2 separate regions of the Ovis aries genome follow, and region 2 is linked to region 1. A link is a contact called in public Hi-C data. All regions are on one chromosome and are shown on one strand. Each heading gives the region's core, a stretch centred on a gene start, on an enhancer-like site or on the middle of the called end of the contact. The rest is flanking DNA. Distances are from core to core; before and after follow the strand shown. Region 1 overlaps RAB2A (RAB2A, member RAS oncogene family). Region 2 has its middle 190 kb from the start of CLVS1.

Region 1 (4,046 bases), core at 720-3,219:
CTCATATTGGGCTTACTTTACTTCACAAAGTTCATCCACCTTGTCTCATGAATCAGTGCTTTATATTTTTAGGGCTGAATATTATTCCATTGTATGAGTTGCACCACATTTTGGTTTTCATTCACCAGCTGGTGAACAGGTGTGTTGTTTCTACTTTATGACTGATTGTGTTAGTTCCCACACATCTTCATCTTGTTCTGAATCTTAGGCAAGGCTTTCACACGTCACCATTGGGTCTGATACTGGCTCTGGGTTTTCTTAGATATGGCTTATCGGGTTGAGGAAGTCCCCTTCAATATCTAGTTTGTTGAATGCTTTTATTGTGAAAAGGTGTTGGATTTTGTCAAATGCTTTTTTTGCATCTATTAAAACAACCATATGATTTTTATCCTTTATTAATATGATGTGTTACATTGGTTGATTTTCTTATGTTGAACATTATGATATTTTATAGACCTTTTTATATAATGTTCTTTTACTATGTGGTTTTAAATAAATTAACTTCTCTATCTTATATTTCAGGCATTTATTAATACAGCAAAAGAAATTTATGAAAAAATCCAAGAAGGAGTCTTTGACATTAATAATGAGGTATAAACATATAATTGGCTAATAATCTATAATTGAATTTTAATTACTTGGAGTCAAGAATTTATATTTTTAAAAATTCCTAAAATGGATCTATGCTGTCAGTTAAACATTAGTTTATAATCATGTAATTGAAAGTTTGTTATGTGTTGTTTAATAGCTGAATCTTTATGTTTTGTAAAGCATCAGTTTATCTATGAAAACAGATTAAAGTAAGTGACCCTATCCATTTATTGCAAGCAGTGCAAAATAATAGAAATCCTCCAAAGAGAAGAAAATCCACTTTGATCCACACATCCATATGGTGTCGCCTGCCTTGGGGAATAATTTCCTAGTGTGTAAGTGTGCATGTGCAGTGTTCCTAGTGCAGGATGCTCCCCCTGTTGTCTGGTGCGGAAGAGGGAAATGCCCAATTTGGAAATTACTCCCAGTTCAGCATAGCGTGTTTTCAGGAGACCAAGTTAATACATGTAATTGGCAGTTGGTGCTGGTTGTTTCGTTTTTGTGGGTAGCTTTTCTTTTCTCTCTTTTTGTAAAATTATTCTGAGCCAGATTTGATCAAGATGATTAGGATAAAATATTAAAAGTTTGAAGCAAATAATTCAGAGTGTTTACCAAAAGCCATTATTTTGACCTAAATCCCCACTATGCATTTATCCTTGTTTTAGAATTTTTATGTGAACAGGGTATATTATTTACTTTTACATAAATGTTTTTGCCAGTCCATGTTAGGTTTTCTTGTTTCCGAGAGAAAACCCTTTCTACCTCCCCCAGGTGCAGTGAGGAAGGCCCTGTGTTGGGAGGACATTATATGTGTGTCTCTCTTGGCCAGGACGCAAGAGGCTCTTTTTATTTGCCTCAGTGTTCTTTGCTAACACAAGCAACAGTTCACCCAAGGTTTCCAAAAAGTACTTGATTTTTCGATTTCTTTTAATCTGTAGTGATAAAGTTTAATCTGTAGTGATAAAGTTTCTATGGCAGTAGATCTTGAGTTAATTTCGCGGTGACACCATTCAGAGACTAATGCCGTATAAATTGAACAGTAATTGGACCTCTATGCAAAAGGGCACGTTCATTGTGTCTGTCTGGTTTCATATAGTAGCTGACTGCTTTACTGTGCCTGGTGCGGCTTTGATTGTAACGTGCTGTCAGGAGCCAGCAGGCCGTGCGATTTATCTGGCCTACTGCCAAGTCTGACTCCTTGATTCCTCAAGAAGTTGCTACCAGCCCAGAGGGGGCAAAACCAATGAGCCATAGGGCATGCTTTTTATTAAAGAGGAGTCAAAAGAGCGAAAAGAAACCACATCAGCTGCTGTCAATACTGAGCCAGTGCCAGAAACCCCAAGGCTACTACTGTTGCAGAACAACTGCCAAGCACTATAAATCTGAGATTTACTGTGACGTCAAGTTTCCTTAAGAGCTTAATTTCTGAAGCTACTGTATTACTTTTCTCCGTGCGTTGTATTTTTAGGTAAAATCCACTTGAGGGAGTGAGGGTTAAGACATAAGTGTGAGTTTGATGAATGAAAGAACCACTCTGTGTGTGGGTTCCTGGCAAGCTGCCATGTCTTTGGGGATCATAGAAATTATTGATGACACAGAACACTCATATGCCCTTAGCCTGTACAGCTGATTCAACATGGAGCAGAAACGCTGTCTAGAGGAAAGGTTGTCCGCTGTGTGGGAGCGGCCTAAGATTTGCACATTTTCCTCCTTTAATGCTTTTGTTTTAAACAGCCTCTCCATTGTGCGAATTCCCTTAAAAGCAGCACTCCGGTTTCTGTTAACCTAGTACCTGACCGTGATAAGGAATAGTCTTCAGGAATATTTCCACAGTATTACTTTAAAAGAAAGAAACATTCCCTAAGAGATACTGTCTTAATTGTTGCCAAAAATTTGCTTAATAGATGTGTTTTAAAAATATATTTTAGTTGTTGGTAATATTGTACAATTAAGAAACCAAAGGATTTCTTAAACTTGACCTGTATATTATCCTTTTCTCTTTTATTGCAGGCAAATGGCATTAAAATTGGCCCTCAGCATGCTGCTACCAATGCCACACACGCAGGCAGTCAGGGAGGACAGCAGGCCGGCGGAGGCTGCTGTTGAGTCTGTTTGTACGGTCTTGCTGCCCAAAAGGGGCTGCTCACCTATCCTTTCACCCTCTCCTCCTGCTCAGCTGAGACATGAAACTGTTTGAAATGGCTTTATGTCACAGAAGACTTTAATCCTTCAGATTCTTGTATAACTTTGAATAAATGGTTAATGTTCACTTAAAAAAGACAGATTTTGGAGATTGTATTCATATCTATTTGCATTTGATTTCTAGGTCAATTGATGTGATTATTTTTGTTAAATGTTGTCTCGTGCCCCTACCTACAAACTGAATTGTATGAAACACTACAGAGTCATCCTGAGTATTTTAAATCAGTTTGTGGAGTTAGGTTTCCCCACACGCGTGGTTACCTAATGTTTAATATTATAGAACTGTCCTCAAAAGTTTGTCAATTTTCAAGGCTCTAAGGAAAACAGAAGGACTCTTTTAATTCTGTATTTATCATTTACTTTCTGTATATATAGTTTAATAACCTGCTTGGGTGTAATTTGCCAAGCTTGAATTCTTTAATGCATTTGCATAAATTCTATACTGTTTAGAGCTTAAAGCTACAGAAGCATCGTTAGGAATTGCTTGGACACCGAATTTTAAAACTTTTTGACATTGTTAACAAGCATGTTCATTTTTCCTTGTCACTAGTCCAAGAGAAATATGCTTAAATGTACATTATTACTAAAGGCTGTGTATGTGTTAACCTGTTTTAATGCCAAAAGTTTGCTATTTGTCCACAGTTTCTGTAAGACCTCTTCAGAGAAGGATTTGTTTGCCTTAATGCACCCCATTGGGTAGGAACACAGCATGACGAGAGAGCTGCGCAGAAGCAAGGGCTCCTCCCTGAGCGGCTGCAGGAGGAACGAGTGTCCGTGTGCAGGTGGCACGCTGCGAGGGCTTTACCCTTTCTTTCAACAATAATGTTTTCTTTCCCTTTTATTCACATGATTTCTAAGTATATTTTTCATGCAGGACAGTTTTTCAACCTTGATGTACAGTGAAATGTGTAAAATTTTTCTTTCAGTGGCAACCTATAATCTTTAAAATATGGTAAGCATCTTGTCTGTTTTGAAGGGGATATGACAATAAATCTACCGGATGGAAAATCCTGTTAAATGTAGAAAAGCTTTAGTAATTTACTCAGTGTGGTGGTTTTACCCTTTTTCTTTTATCTCCCTTGGTCTATAATGAAATTGTTATAGCAGTGCAAAATAAAATCCTATGTATAAAAATGTTCTTTTTTTTTTTATTATGACCACATCCTTTTTTAGAAGTTAATTTTTTAGTCCATCCACAGCTTTGATGTGTATTTAAGCATATTTTTTTAAAGGGTCAGAATGTTTTAACACTA
Region 2 (4,451 bases), core at 1,513-4,012, 380 kb after region 1:
GAATGAATTAACTTGGAGTTTCCTCTCTGAGGTGATCTGCTCTCTCAGGCTGTTTCTGATTCTGAGTTACTCCAGAACCGTTCTCCCAGCATGTCTTAAAGCTTAAGAGTGGGTTCTTTCAGAGGCTTCTCTTGCCACCTACTCACATCCGCCTTCCTTCTCCTGTGGACTCTCACCCCCAGCATCCTGCAGGGTTCAAGCTTACCCCATACTCATCCTTGGCCTCTTCTGAAGCAAGGAAGGTCTCAAATATTTTCAAGGAAAAGGGAAAAAGCAGTGAAACATTTTAAACGAAGGGAGACAGTGCGTGCCTACAAATCCCAGGTACTTTCTCCCTCCTTTTCTTTTTCCACATTGGCGCCACTGCTGTCTTGTTCCTCTTTCCCTTCTCCTTGAAAAATCTCAAGACTCTCCAATTACAAACAACTCACAAAATCTGAGAAACTGAGGAAAGAGAAGGCAAAGGATTAATAGAGAGATGAATAGCACAATGGCTTCATAGATTTTCTTTGCTCAAGACCCAGTGGGGTTTTCTCTCTTGCTGGCTAGACTCCTGGGCACAGCCACTGGCCTTAAAGGGCCATGCACACTTCAATTTTCCACCATTGTTTTGACAGCTGATGAGCAAAGGAATTAACCCTTTGAAGCCAAGTCTTCCATAGTTCGTTTGTTTACTGCTTTCCTTCAATGTATGATTTATCATCTACCTATTTAAGTATGATGGAAGGACATATCCATGTACACAGACACACTGTTACTGGATTTTTGACTAGTTTAGAAATTACTGCCTTCTTTACATAATCTTGTGGCAGCTGAATGACCCAAAAGTTCCTGTTAATGGTTTTGAGGCAAGACTTTTAGGTAATTAGGGAGAATCTAGTTTCCAAGAAAGGCTCATCTTTTCAGAATCCTGCTTCCAAAGAACTGTGGATTATTGGTACAAAAGGTTCAAAGGGCAGCATTCAATTTGGGGACTGATACAGTTTACTTTATCAGTTTACTGGTAAAGCAGATTATGCCTCACCGTAACAGTAAGGTTACATAAATGTGCCCCTTATATGTTTTCACACATTTTAAAGAATATAATAAGCATGTTTGTGTCTATAAACAGACATAAGACCACATGACTGTTGGCTTTTTTTCCCTTCAGCTCAGTTCAGTTCAGTTTTTTCCTTAGGATACTTAATATACTTTCATTATTTATATTTTCTAATGGTGTGAAAGTACCCAGAGGGTGAGTGGCAAAGGAAGAGAGCTGTAAAAATGGAACAAATAAACACACTTAATTTTTAAAAAACCTGAGTTCATGATGTCTGACTTATATTCATGTTATCGCCGCTCTTGTTGCTTTTTGGTTTTTGTTTTGCTTCTTGACTGTTGTTGTTTTCCACCAAAGCTGTCATTTATCGTGAGAACAAGAGCAGCCATGTGTTGATTTTTCTGGATTCTTCTTGGACACTGTCCCAGTGCTAATGAAGGCCCTTCCACAGTGCTAAAGAGCTGGTGCCAAAATCAGTTATGCTGAAAACAATAGAGGAGAGGGGTACACAGACAGCGTGTGCATCCCTGCACAGACGTGTACACACCCGAAGAGCTCTGAACCAATACTTGTGCCTGTGCACGCAGACACACGCTCACATCTGTGCAAACACAGAACGTGTGCGCTGGAGCTACACGGAGGGGAAGGTGGGGGCTGCGTTTTTATAAAAGGACTTTTTGCATCTGCTTGTAGACAATTTTTGTGGATCAGAAGATGAACAGAATTTCTAAGTTTTGCAAAGTCCTCATTTGTATTAGAGACGTATGTTCACCTCCTTGGGCTTCCCTGGTGGCGCTAGTGGTAAAGAACCCGCCTGCTAATGCAGGAGACATAAGGGACTTGGGTTCAATCCGTTCGTCAGGAAGATCCTCCTAGAGGAGGGCATGGCAACCCATTCCAATATTCTTGCCTGGATATCTATGGATAGAGGAGCCTGGTGGGCTACAGTTCATAGGGTCGCAGAGTTAGACATGACTTAGCACACACACATCCACCAACTTAAAAAATTTAGATGTGAAAGCAGCAGAGGCTAAGCTAAGTGCTTTCCAGGTACTTATTGAAGTAAAATCCTTATCTCTTAATAAAACAAATAAGATCTTTAATAAAGATGATTAGAGATTATTCAAGATTTTTAGAGATCTTATTTGTTTTTTTAAGAGATAAGGATTCTACTTCAAGAAGCAGCTGGAAAACACTTAGCTTAGGCTCCGCTACTGTGCATAGATTAAGTCCTTAGCACTGAACTTCCAGTACTTTTGAGGTGGTGCATTGCCCCTAAATGGGAAATTTTGTAACCGGGCTCCCTCTCCCCCGCCTCGCACACCCGTCTGCCTTTCACCCAATGTGCAATTATTCCCTCAATTTGTTTACAGGGTTTGGAGATAGGGACAGAGTTCTCTGGCGATCAAGCAAGCGGGCAATCGCCCTAAAGAGGAGCATTTAGACGCCATAAAGCCTAAATGCCCTGCCATGCGTCATTACACCACAGTTATTCAAATTTAGTAAATTAAATTAAATAATCTCAAATAACTGGAGTTCGGCGCTTTAAAAATTCATCTCCATGGTGCCCAGTAGTCAATTTCCTTTATTATTATTGTTCATCAAGTAGAATTTATGTTTTTGAGGAATCAAAATCCTTGCTTGCCTCACCAGCCCAAGCGGCTCGGCCGGCTGAGGTGGAGGCCTGGTGCGCCATCTACCGGCCGATTCGGGCACAGCCGCGGGTTCCGGCGCTGAAAGCCGCGTGGCCGCATCGCGCTTGTCACTGTAAACATCGCAGGCAGGACTGAGCTCTCAGCTCCTGTGCTAACTGCTCCCTGGGGTTTTGCCGATGTGGGTCAACTTGAAGTCGCGGGGACAACCCAGGGAGATTTGCTGTGGAGGTTGGAGGAGGGTTTTCTGTTTTGGTCTGGTCCCTGTTTCGCTGCTCCCATTCTTCTTTATTAAAGGCCAGATGATCTAATCAAACTGCTGTTTACCAGGCAGATCTGGAAAGCCATTCCTTCATTACCAAACACCAGTCTCTGCCCTTGCCTAGTACTGCTTTGAGAGGGTACTGAAGCACAAACGCTCTGCTGATGTCATGAACATGACTTCCCAGATAAAGACAATGCCCAATCATGCCATGGGTTAAGTTTTTAAAAAGTATTTTATTTCGAGATAATTTTTTTTTCCCTTTTAACATCTCTGAAACAGAGTTGAATTCTGGCATGGTCAGGGCAACTGCAAACCAGCCCTTGGTTTAGAGACAGGTTTAAACTACGTTCAATGCAGTGATCTTGTTTAGCAAGTTAAAAACCATCAAGGGACGATTGTGTGTTTTAGAAGGGAAATCCCTTCAAAGCAGCATCAAAATATTCCTCACTTCATAAGTCAGACAGAGAAGGAGAAATACCATGTGACACTCCTTATATATATATGTATATATATGGAATCTAAAAAATGTTACATTTGAACTTACGCGAGAGAAAGAGACTCACAGACTTAGAAAATGAACTAATGGTTGCCAGGGCTGGGAGGGTGGGGGAATATGGGAGGAAGGGATAGTTAGGCAGTTTGAGATGGTCATGGACACACTGCTATATTTAAAATGAATAACCGACAAAGACCTTACTGTAGAGCACAAGGAACTCTGCTCAGGGTTTTGTGGCAGCCTGGATGGGAGGGGAGTTTGGGGGAGAATGGATACATGTATACGTATGGCTGAGTCCCTTCCCTGTTCACCTGAAACCATCACAACATTGTTAATGTGCTATACTCCAATATAAAATTAAAAAATGAAAAGAAAAAAAATTCCTTACTTCAAACTTCTTTGACACCTTTTCTTAATCTAAGCTGCTTCTCCAAAGCTACATAAATGTGTCACGTACATGCTTTCACACTTTTTCTTAAAGAACATAGTAATCTGAGCATCCCAGCAAGGGTCCCAGGCAGAGGACACAGAGTGGATATTTATGTGCGAACTTCTATTTGTCAGCCAGCTCCTCTCCCAGTCAAATGGTTCATTGCAGCAACAGATGGTGTTTGGGGTTTTTTGCTGAGTTTGAGATGGTCTATTTTTGTGTTTTCTTGGGAAGATTTTCACTATTATTAATAAATTCAAATGGTGGCTCATTGGCAAAGAATCTGCCTGCCAATGCAGGAGACAAGGGTTTGATCCCCGAGTCAGGAAGATCCCCTAGAGAAGGAAATGGCAACCCACTCCAGCATTTCTGCCTGGAGTGTCCATGGACAGAAGAGCATGGGGTCGCAAAGGTTCGGATACAACTTAGCGACTAAACAGCAACAACAGTAAATTCAAATGAGACCCCAGAACCACCTCTTAAAAGTTAAGCTCACTTCACCAAGCCCCATGGTTCAGAGTGTTTTTTTTCTCATCCTCTAAAGTGTTTCTTCCTCCCTCTCCTTAAAA

Evidence for each region. A called contact is a pair of places that touch in the nucleus more often than the background predicts.
Region 2: a Hi-C map of blood shows a contact between it and region 1, with 3 times the contacts expected there. The contact joins two enhancer-like sites. A contact is called at or near these places in 5 of 16 Hi-C or Micro-C datasets (blood, liver, mixed tissues and 1 more).

Annotation. Positions count from the first base shown.
Region 1 is chr9:39,218,437-39,222,482 of ARS-UI_Ramb_v3.0, forward strand. It overlaps RAB2A (RAB2A, member RAS oncogene family), which reads left to right. Exons shown (of 9, transcript XM_027972978.3): 8 at 523-591; 9 at 2,602-3,927. The coding sequence ends at 2,697. All of the region lies in intron 2 of LOC132657172 (a long non-coding RNA gene), which reads right to left. Among named protein-coding and RNA genes, the nearest start is that of CHD7, 48 kb to the right of the region's middle. Within about 2 kb of position 1,970, at least 4 of the 54 cell types and tissues checked have an H3K27ac peak or open chromatin away from gene starts, as enhancers often do.
Region 2 is chr9:39,601,704-39,606,154 of ARS-UI_Ramb_v3.0, forward strand. No RefSeq gene overlaps it. Among named protein-coding and RNA genes, the nearest start is that of CLVS1, 190 kb to the right of the region's middle. Within about 2 kb of position 2,763, at least 12 of the 54 cell types and tissues checked have an H3K27ac peak or open chromatin away from gene starts, as enhancers often do.